Regions from separate parts of the Gossypium hirsutum genome. Here region 1 is linked to region 2. The links are chromatin contacts, called in public Hi-C maps. All regions are on one chromosome and are shown on one strand. The core of a region is the stretch at or near the end of the contact, and the rest is flanking DNA. Distances in the headings are between cores, read along the strand shown. Region 1 holds the start of LOC107896380 (NADH dehydrogenase [ubiquinone] 1 alpha subcomplex subunit 6). Region 2 has its middle 19 kb from the start of LOC107896377.

Region 1 (4,861 bases), core at 1,682-4,181, 120 kb after region 2:
TAATGCCATCCATGCAATTGAAAGGATCCACATCTGTCTTGGTGAGGTATATAGAAGATTTTCCATGTGCCGAGTAAAAATTATGTGCTAGCGAGGAATGACCGGCGGGATACCGAGCAAAGTGACCACGGGCACGGTTGGCTAGGTATGTACAACTAAAATAATAAAATATTAAAGGTCTATTTGAGAAATTTTAAAATAATCACTGTTGAAAACCGGTAAATTAAAACAAGATTCCTCGATGACGAAAAAGACTGCTACCAGAGTAGTACCCAAGTTGTGAGAGGAAGAAGCAGAGTCGCGCACGGCGGCCATGGCGTCTGGAGGAGGAAGCAGCGGTGGAGGTGTGGAGTGGCACGTTAGGCCTCCGAATCCCAAAAATCCAATCGTCTTTTTCGATATAAGCATCGGTTCCATCCCCGCCGGCCGTATCAAAATGGAACTCTTCGCTGATATTGCTCCTAAAACTGCCGAAAATTTCAGGTATTTCTACTTCTTCACCCCTCATTTTCTACGATAATTTTTATACTTTTAGAATTTTCTGTTTGAACCTTGAAATTTTCCCCATTTGCAGACAGCTATGCACCGGCGAATACAGGTTTTTTTTCCCCACCAAAACTTAATTATCTGTATCTGCGTGATTAATTCATACTTACCCATTTTTATTAATTGGATCGATACCAGGAAAGCAGGGCTGCCTGTTGGTTACAAGGGTTGCCAATTTCATAGGGTTATTAAAGATTTTATGATTCAAGCTGGAGATTTTCTTAAGGTTGGTAATTTATTATTATTATTATTAGAGCTTTCATTTTGCATTTATAATCTTAGCTAATCTGCTCAGTCATGTTAGTCATTGAGTACCCACAATCAGCTTTTCGAGTTTCTTATAGACTATGAATTTTTCATTTGTTTCAGTATATCGATTTCGAGTAGATGTTTGAAGTATTGGTCTTGCTGTTCTTATGTTCTTCATGGAATGTCCTTAGCTTAAATGTCTGAGCCAATATTCCTATGAAGGATAGTTTTTGCCCCTAAAATGGAGGGCGGTGGTTGCCAAAGTACTGATATTTTAATAGCTTCGACCAGTATTTTGATTTTTTAAGTGTAAAATGATGAACAGCTGTTTAAAAATAGTTGTCGATAACATAAAACTATTGAGATCAATTTGCTCCAATGTTATATAATCGTTACATTAAAATCTTGCCTTGCAGGGTGATGGTAGTGGATGTACTTCCATATATGGCCATAAGTTTGAAGATGAAAATTTCATTGCCAAGCACACTGGTCCTGGGCTTCTATCAATGGTATGCTGTTTTTTTATATAATGTTTGAGTAGCCATACACACATATATGTGAAACATTCACACAGTCGTTTCTTCAACTCTTTGTTTTTTCTTGAAATACCCGTGTTTGGCACATATTTGGACATGACTATGCAAATACTTGGAAAAACTTTTAAAAAAACTGAACATACTTGTATCTTACATTGACACCCGAGTCTGGGAGACGAAGTCTCACAATGGAGGGAGAAAGAAATATACCGTTGACCAGTAAAGGTACTAGGATGTGGAAACCTTCAGTGAAATTCTGCTAAAGTTGTATATTGTTTTACCTTTTATGTTGCAGGCAAACAGTGGTCCAAATACCAATGGTTGTCAGGTAACCTACTCAATTTCTATTTCTTGCTTGCATACACACACATCTGCTATCTGGTGCATTTAAAAAGAAATGCCGATTTCCATTAATGCACACAGTATGAGTAATGATCAAGTGTCTCATATTAAAGGCGAGATAATAGAATTTTCTATTTGTACCATATCTATGCTTAGAGACATGTATCCGTCTGCAAGTTTCCAGTCAGGTGAATTGGGATTTGATGGAAGTATTGTTGTCACAAACTCTTCGAGCACTGTCAGTATGGTTGTCTACTGTTATGAACTATCGCGTATATTGATTTTGGTCTTTATTGACTGCAGTTTTTTATCACGTGCGCGAAATGTGAGTGGCTTGATAATAAGCATGTTGTATTCGGGGTATGTTCTCTAACCTTTTAGTGCAGAGTACATCCGGATTTTGGATTTCCCCAATTTTTGAAAGTCGAATAATATTCATAGAAATGACGAAGAATTATTTCGTCCGTGATTGCGCAGAGGGTACTTGGAGATTGTCTTCTCGTTGTTCGGAAGATCGAGAATGTGGCTACAGGACCAAACAACCGGCCGAAATTACCATGCATTATAGCTGAGTGTGGGGAAATGTAAAACTAGTAATTCATTTAACACATTTGCTGAGGAAGACTACCCATAAATGAAATTGCTGTAAAACTTTTAGTTTTTTTTAACAATCTCATTATAGGTTCCGATTATATCTGCTCTTTTTGAGGCAATGACTAGTCCTTCCCCAATCCATAAATAAGAGTATAATGCACTTTAGCACATCCGAACTCACATTCTTCTGTATTGACAAGTTAAGACTTAATAAAAATTTTAGAACTTATTTACTCTAAGATCCATCTATTTGACTTTTATACAGAATTTAATGAGATTTGAATATATGATTTCTTTGATTTATATCAACTATATTTAATCAAATTTATATGAATTTAATATTTAAACATTAAAATTGATATCAAATCTTTGATTATGAATATTGCACAATTGATTTTATCTCAAAATATTTTGTACTTGATATTTAGTTTTTATACTAAAAAAATTTTAAATTTATTTTTTTTCACTTTTTTCAATTTAAAAATCTTAGTACAATTTTTGGCATTATTAATATTTATTCCAAAAAAAAAAGGCATTTAACGAATTGAATTATATATTGAGCTAATGCAATCTTTTATACTGATATTTTAGTTTTTACAAAATATATTTTAAACTAAATTAGATGTATTTATAAATGATTATTTATGTAATAAAAAGAATGAGTTTAAGTTGGGTTTAAACCGGGTTTAGAGTTGAGACTGAAAATCTTAACTAAAGCCCGGCTCAAAAACTCAGTCCATCTATTATCTATGGCTGATCTACTGCAGTAAAACGACAGCGTTTGGGCTTCTGGAGTCTTCACATTGATAACAGGTGTACTAAGTTCATTTCCTCCCACATTATCCCTCTCACCTCCTGACTCAAGAGTCACTGAACGAGTCGAGTCGAGTTTGAACTCAGATTACCCAAAATGGCATTCACATTGAGGAGTGTGAAAGTACCGCCCAACTCAGCGAGTTTGGAAGAAGCAAAGAGCCGGGTCTTCGATTTCTTCAGACAAGCTTGTCGGTCAATCCCCACTATTATGGATATCTATAACCTAGACGACGTCGTCACCAAATCCGAGCTCCGTTCTTCCATCTCCTCCCAGATCCGTAAGAACTCTCATGTTACTAACCCTAAGGTCCGTTCCCCAATCTCTCCGTTTTAGATCCTTTTTATTTAATTTATTTTTTGATTTGTTAAACTTTTGGGAAATTGCATCTTTCCTAGGGTTAGGAAAATATTGTATTGCTTGCACTTAATTTCTGGAAATAAATAAAATTTATAGCTAATTTGAATTAAGAGAAATTAAAAAAATGAAAAATAAGATTATTCAAGGAATGGTGATTATCCTATTGAAATCTGAGTTTAATCTAAGCTTAGTTGATGTAGGATTGTGATGGAAAAGGTTGGATATTTTTATTTTTTTATTGTTTTGGGGAAGTAGTTTCGATTTCGATGTCTTTATATTTAACGGGAATGCTAAATTATGCTGTTGAATCAGATTTATTTCATGAGTTGCCTTCATTGTGCTCTCCTCTGATCAAGAGGGGGACTGGAAATGAGATTTAAGAAGAGCTTTATTGATGGTATATTTTCGAAGATTAATTTGGAGAATGCTGATGAGTTTTTCTGAAATGAAATGTTTGGATTAAACTGGGATTTCAATAGCTTCGTGAACAATTGTTCTAGTATTGTCTTTTTTACTTTCTAGTGCTTTGTGTGCCAGTTACTCTGGCTTGTTCCGTATGTTGCTACGAAGTCGTAAATGGAACAGTTTAAACTTGTTTTGAATGTCCATTGATGTAATCTTTCGATAAGCTGTTTTGAGTTTGAAGTCCTTTGAATGGCATGGAGAAAGCTAAGGTTTAACCCTCTTGTTTTTTCATCTTGAATAATTCTTGTACTCTAGCCAGATGATACAGTGGCTGTTGATGGTGAATGAGGATTATTTTGCATATCAAAATGAACCATTTGTATTAATCATATATAATTTGTGCTGCAAATAAAATTGTTTTTCACATTGAGAATGAGGTTTAAAGCTTATTTTGGGGTGGTTTCTATGGAAATTGATCAATCAAACCTGCTTCTAGTGTATAACTGGTATTGCAGGTTTTCTCTAGAGAAACTGATGACATATTTGATGCTAGAAGAGTTCTACTTTTTATTATGTTTGTTTTTTTCCCTCCATATATTTTAAGGATCCTTGGAAGGTCATATTCTATACCCTTGTTTGGATATGCGTTAGAACATGGTATCGGACATGGATACTTCAAGAAAACTGAATTGATGGATTCCATGCACGCTATTGGTTGTATTTCTCAAGTAGAAGTCTTCAATAAATGTTTTAGTTTCAATAATCTAGTGGGCAGCAGTTCTGAGTGATGTTTTACCCTGAAAATGAATTTGTTAATATCTCATTAGCTACCTAACACATAGAGTTAATAGTTTTCATCACACTTTAGGAACTGCATCTAACTCATAGGAGATGGTGACATTAAAGTTGAATGTAGAAGAGCGGCATTGGTGGATATTTGATTTATTTCCCAGAAATACTTTACAATACCTTATGCATTCTCTTTTACTGCCTTCTTGTTGGTAACCTGTAATTG
Region 2 (4,601 bases), core at 2,082-4,581:
AAGGAGAAGAGATAAAAAAATAAGAAAAGAGATAGAGAATAAGGAAAAAATGGATTTAATCTTTGAGTGATGAATTTCTTTAATGACGGTGATCACATTAACCAAAAAAAAATTGGATGATCAAAATATGAACGGCCTAATTTTAAAGTGGCTATGAGGATAATTTACCCCATTTTTAATAATAATAAAAAAATTCAATTCAAATTCAAATTTAAATTTAGAACATAAAAAAAGAATTTATTTTTTTATTAAACAAATAAATGTAAGCACACAATTTGACTCCAAGTTCTGCTCTTGCATATTCTCAATCAGTGATTTAAATTAAAGTTTCATTCTTTAACTTGAGAAATTATGTAAGAATTTGATAGAAATTAGTTTAACAGCTTAAAATTATTAATCCTTTTTGTATATCATAGGAAATTAGTAGTGTCGTAACCATTTTTTGGTAAAACGGGAATCGACTTTGGTTTGAAAATGATAATTAAAACGGGAGTCGCCACCAATCTTTTTTGATGAGGTGTGATCGGATCACCTTAAATTAATCATTTTAATAAAAGTTAAGATTTACTAAAACGATAAGTTTTGGTCTACGAAAATCAGAAAATGAGTTCGGGAGTCGGTTACGCACGAGGAAGGATTAGCACCCTCGATACGCCCAAAAATTGGTACCTAATTGATTAATTAGTGTCTTAGTTTCGAAAATTGAAAACTTAAAATACTTTGAAATACGGTCCCTCTCTAAAAAACTCGAAGGTTAAAGGCTTTCTCATAAAACATCATGCCCAGTAAGTTAGGACATGACATCTCGAACTTTAAGAGTGAGCTCGCCTCCTATTAATGCATTTTGATTTCTTTTTAGAAGGATATTCGGTTAGCCCGGGTGAACGAGGTAAATCGAAACCCAGTAAGTTAGGGCATGTTTCCTCGAATTTTCGAACACCGAACATTGCCTTTATTTGCAAAAGCTCTTATTTCGAGGTGTCAAAATGTTATACCCGATAAGTCAGGACACCACACTTCGTATCTCTGAAAATAAGCATTTTTTAAAGACTCGTATTGTGATTTAAAAAGAATATATTCCGTTATTTAGGTTAAATGAGAAAAGTCGAAACCCAGTAAGTTAGGGCACGATTATCTCAAATTACCAAATATGAAATATTATTTTTATGAAGGAATTATTTTAAGGTATCGAATGAAAAAATATCATATTACTTATTGTAAACCATAAAACAGAATCATGGCGCTGATACGCAATAATAAGCACGACAGGATTAATGACAATGATATAAACAATTATAACAAGATGCGAGCAAAGCTAGTAATATGAGGATATAAAACACAAGCATAAGGTAAATGAGATGATCGAATACATGAATAAATAAATAAATAAATAAACAGATAAAAATAAAATAAATGAAGTATGGCAAAATAAAAATGACAATGATGACGAAAGTAATAATAATAATAATAATAATAATAATAATAGTAGTATAACGATAATAATACGTAAGGTATTAAAATATATACGTAATAATAGAAATAAAAGTATACATAACATTAAAGACATATATTCGGGATACATATGTGAAATAAGTTCATAATAGTTATAAAGATATACATAATAGAATATATGAATAATATGATATTTACAATATATATACACTAAAACATGATAAAAAATGATACACATGATATAATATTAATATGCACGTGCATAATATGGAGTATTATATATTAAAAGGATGTATATATGGTTTACGAATGTATTAACAAAATAATGTCAAAAACTAATTATAATAATATATAAATATATACGTATATAGTGAAGATACATACTACTACATAATAATAATAGAAATACAAAAAAAAAAGCAAGTATAATAATAAAAAAAATATTAAATTAAAGTAATGAAAAACAATACTATATATAAAAATATATATGTATATATGTACATGAAGATATACACTAATATACAATGATAATAGTGATAATTAAAATGCAAAAAGGGTAAATATAACAGTAATATTAAAATGAAGTAATTAAAATAATACTACAACTATAAAAAATGTATATACGTACATATGCAATAAAGCGTATATTAATAGTAATAGTAATAACCATATAAGTGATAATGATAACAGTAATAACTTTTTAAAATATGTGTATATAAACAATAATAATAAAAAGATATGTATATATATAATAATAATAATAGTATAGTAAAAATAATAATAATATGTTAATGAATATAATAATAACAGTTAATATAATAACAAATACTGCTACAAATAAAAATAGGGTAAAAATAATATAAAAAATCAAATTAAATCTAAAAAAAAGGGACCAAATCTGAAACAAAAAAAAAGTTTTGGGGCCAATTCGAAAGGAAATATAAAAAGGGGGCCTATTCGAATACGCGTGCGACTACAGAGGGCCAAAATAGCAATTTTCCCATGTCCTTAAAACGGCGTCACTGAAGGGAGGATCGAATCACAAAATGCGATAGATTCTAGGGCCAATTTAAAAGCAACGAAAACTTGATTGCAAAACACATAAAAAAACGGAAGGACCGCGAGCGAAATTAACCCCTAAGAGCAAAAACACGCGGATCCTGAGCGGGTCGGAGTCGGGTCTCGGGTCAGGGTAGCTAAACGGCGTCGTTTTTGGTCTTGGTCTGGGCACAAAAACGGTGTTGTTTTGATAGGCTATAAAAGCCTAAAAATTTCCAAAAAAACCTCATTTGCATCAGGTGCTTAAAAAAAAAGGGAAGAGAGAGCTCTCCTCTCTCTGCAGAAGGTCTGTATGCCGGCGAGGGCTCCGGTCAAAGGATTGATCATCGCCCGCCGTAGGTGCCGCCGCGCCGGCCACCGTACACGGTGGTCGAAAATCGAAAAAAAGGGGTAAAAATTTTGTTTTTTTATTATTTTAAAATGTAGTTATAATCTGTATGTATATATAGGTAAATAAAAAAGAAAGAAATTTTACGATGATAATAAGAAATTTTACGATGATAATCACCTTTCGACTGTTGGATTTTTGACTCTCTGTTTTGATTGTTTTTTGCCTTTTGATATTACTGATATCTGTTCTTGCTTTGTATTTAGAATCTAATATTGTTTTTCATTTCACCAAAATGCCGAATGTTACATGGTTTTTTTGATTCCGCCTTAAATAGCCATTACAAATCCTTTTTTATATTACATTGTCTTTTCTTTGCAGGAAAATGGGCGGTGGAGCAGAGGCCACTTGCGCTGTCGACGTGACTGAGGCGGTGGGAGTCAGAGGCGGTGGGGGCAAGTGGTTTAGGGTTTCAGATTCTAAAACCCTAAACTTGGGGCTAGTTGGGTTTGGGCTTCTGTTTAGGGGTTAGTGGGTTTTGGGTTAGTGGGTTTTGGGTCCAAAATTGGGCTTGTACAAGTAGTTTAATAATTTATATATAAATAATTAATAATTAATAAAAATTAACAATTTAATAATTTATATATAACAAATTATTAAAATATAATCATTAATGTGCTCTTCTCTTTTAAAATAAAACGCCTCAATCAAACAACTCAAAAGTATTTTTTGACAATAATAATAAATATTTAAATATTAAAAATGTTTATTTTTAAAAAGAAATTATTGGTATTTTTGTAATCCAATGATAAAAAAATACAAAATATCATTCAACAATTTAATTATTTTTTGACAACTCGATGTATCAGTCAAAAGCAAAAGCGACCACGAAGAGTTGGAGCTGAGTGGACTTGTCATATTCAAATACACCACTTAAATTTGCTGTGTTACCGGGGTGAATTGTAGCTTTTTAAAAAGGAAAATGTTTATCAAACATACTAATTATTTTTGTAATCCAATGATAAAAAAAATTACAAAATATCATTCAACAATTTAATTATTTTTTATCATAGTGGCAGTTTTAAAATTAACATAATAATAACTTTAACCCTTAATGTTTATAAATAATATCAATTTAATTTTGATTTTAAAAAAAAATTAACCATCAACATTTATACATTGTGTTATTTGGGTTTTTTATTACAATTTTACTTTTCTTTGTGACATTAAGGGTTAATTTTAAAAGAATGAAAAAAAAATGAAAATTATTATCTTGAATTTTTTGGTTTTTTTTTGTATATTTTCAATTAAATTTAGTTGATAATTTTTTTTAGCTTTTTAGATGAAAGGATCACAACAAAAAAACTACACATTATGTAAATATTGAGAGTTAAATTTTTTAGAATCAAGACTAAATTGACACAATGTATAAATGTCTAAGGTTAAAGTTGCTATTATGCCATTTTAAAAGCTTCCAATATTATCTAATTAAATAATTGAATGACATTTTATAAATTTTTATAATTGAGTGATGAAAATAATTTACTCCGAATAAAGCAGTGTTTATCCAACGAAATGTAAATTTAAGCCTTTTTCTTTTTATGAATAACGAAGAAAAGATATTAAATCGAAAAAGAATGTGGAAAGTTTTTAAAGGCAATGGAGGGGTAATAATGAATCATGTGGCCGTTACAACTTTTCTATTGAAATGGCGTTGAATCTTCAAACTGTGAAAAATAGAATGTCGATAATGACAACGTAT

Evidence for each region. A called contact is a pair of places that touch in the nucleus more often than the background predicts.
Region 1: a Hi-C map of leaf shows a contact between it and region 2, with 2.4 times the contacts expected there. The contact joins the promoter of LOC107896380 here to the enhancer-like site in region 2. A contact is called at or near these places in 4 of 34 Hi-C or Micro-C datasets (hypocotyl, leaf and seedling).

The regions. Positions count from the first base shown.
Region 1 is chrA10:106,717,713-106,722,573 of Gossypium_hirsutum_v2.1, forward strand. It overlaps LOC107896380 (NADH dehydrogenase [ubiquinone] 1 alpha subcomplex subunit 6), which reads left to right and starts at 2,932. Exons shown (of 2, transcript XM_041077964.1): 1 at 2,932-3,390. The coding sequence starts at 3,178. LOC121207611 (peptidyl-prolyl cis-trans isomerase CYP22) reads left to right here and starts at 4. Exons shown (of 8, transcript XM_041077963.1): 1 at 4-145; 2 at 234-483; 3 at 575-598; 4 at 685-772; 5 at 1,212-1,304; 6 at 1,627-1,659; 7 at 1,977-2,033; 8 at 2,151-2,365. The coding sequence starts at 314. The coding sequence ends at 2,261.
Region 2 is chrA10:106,597,305-106,601,905 of Gossypium_hirsutum_v2.1, forward strand. No RefSeq gene overlaps it. Among protein-coding and RNA genes, the nearest start is that of LOC107896377, 19 kb to the left of the region's middle. Within about 2 kb of position 3,332, at least 5 of the 9 cell types and tissues checked have an H3K27ac peak or open chromatin away from gene starts, as enhancers often do. A contact at or near this core is called in hypocotyl and leaf, where this site is marked.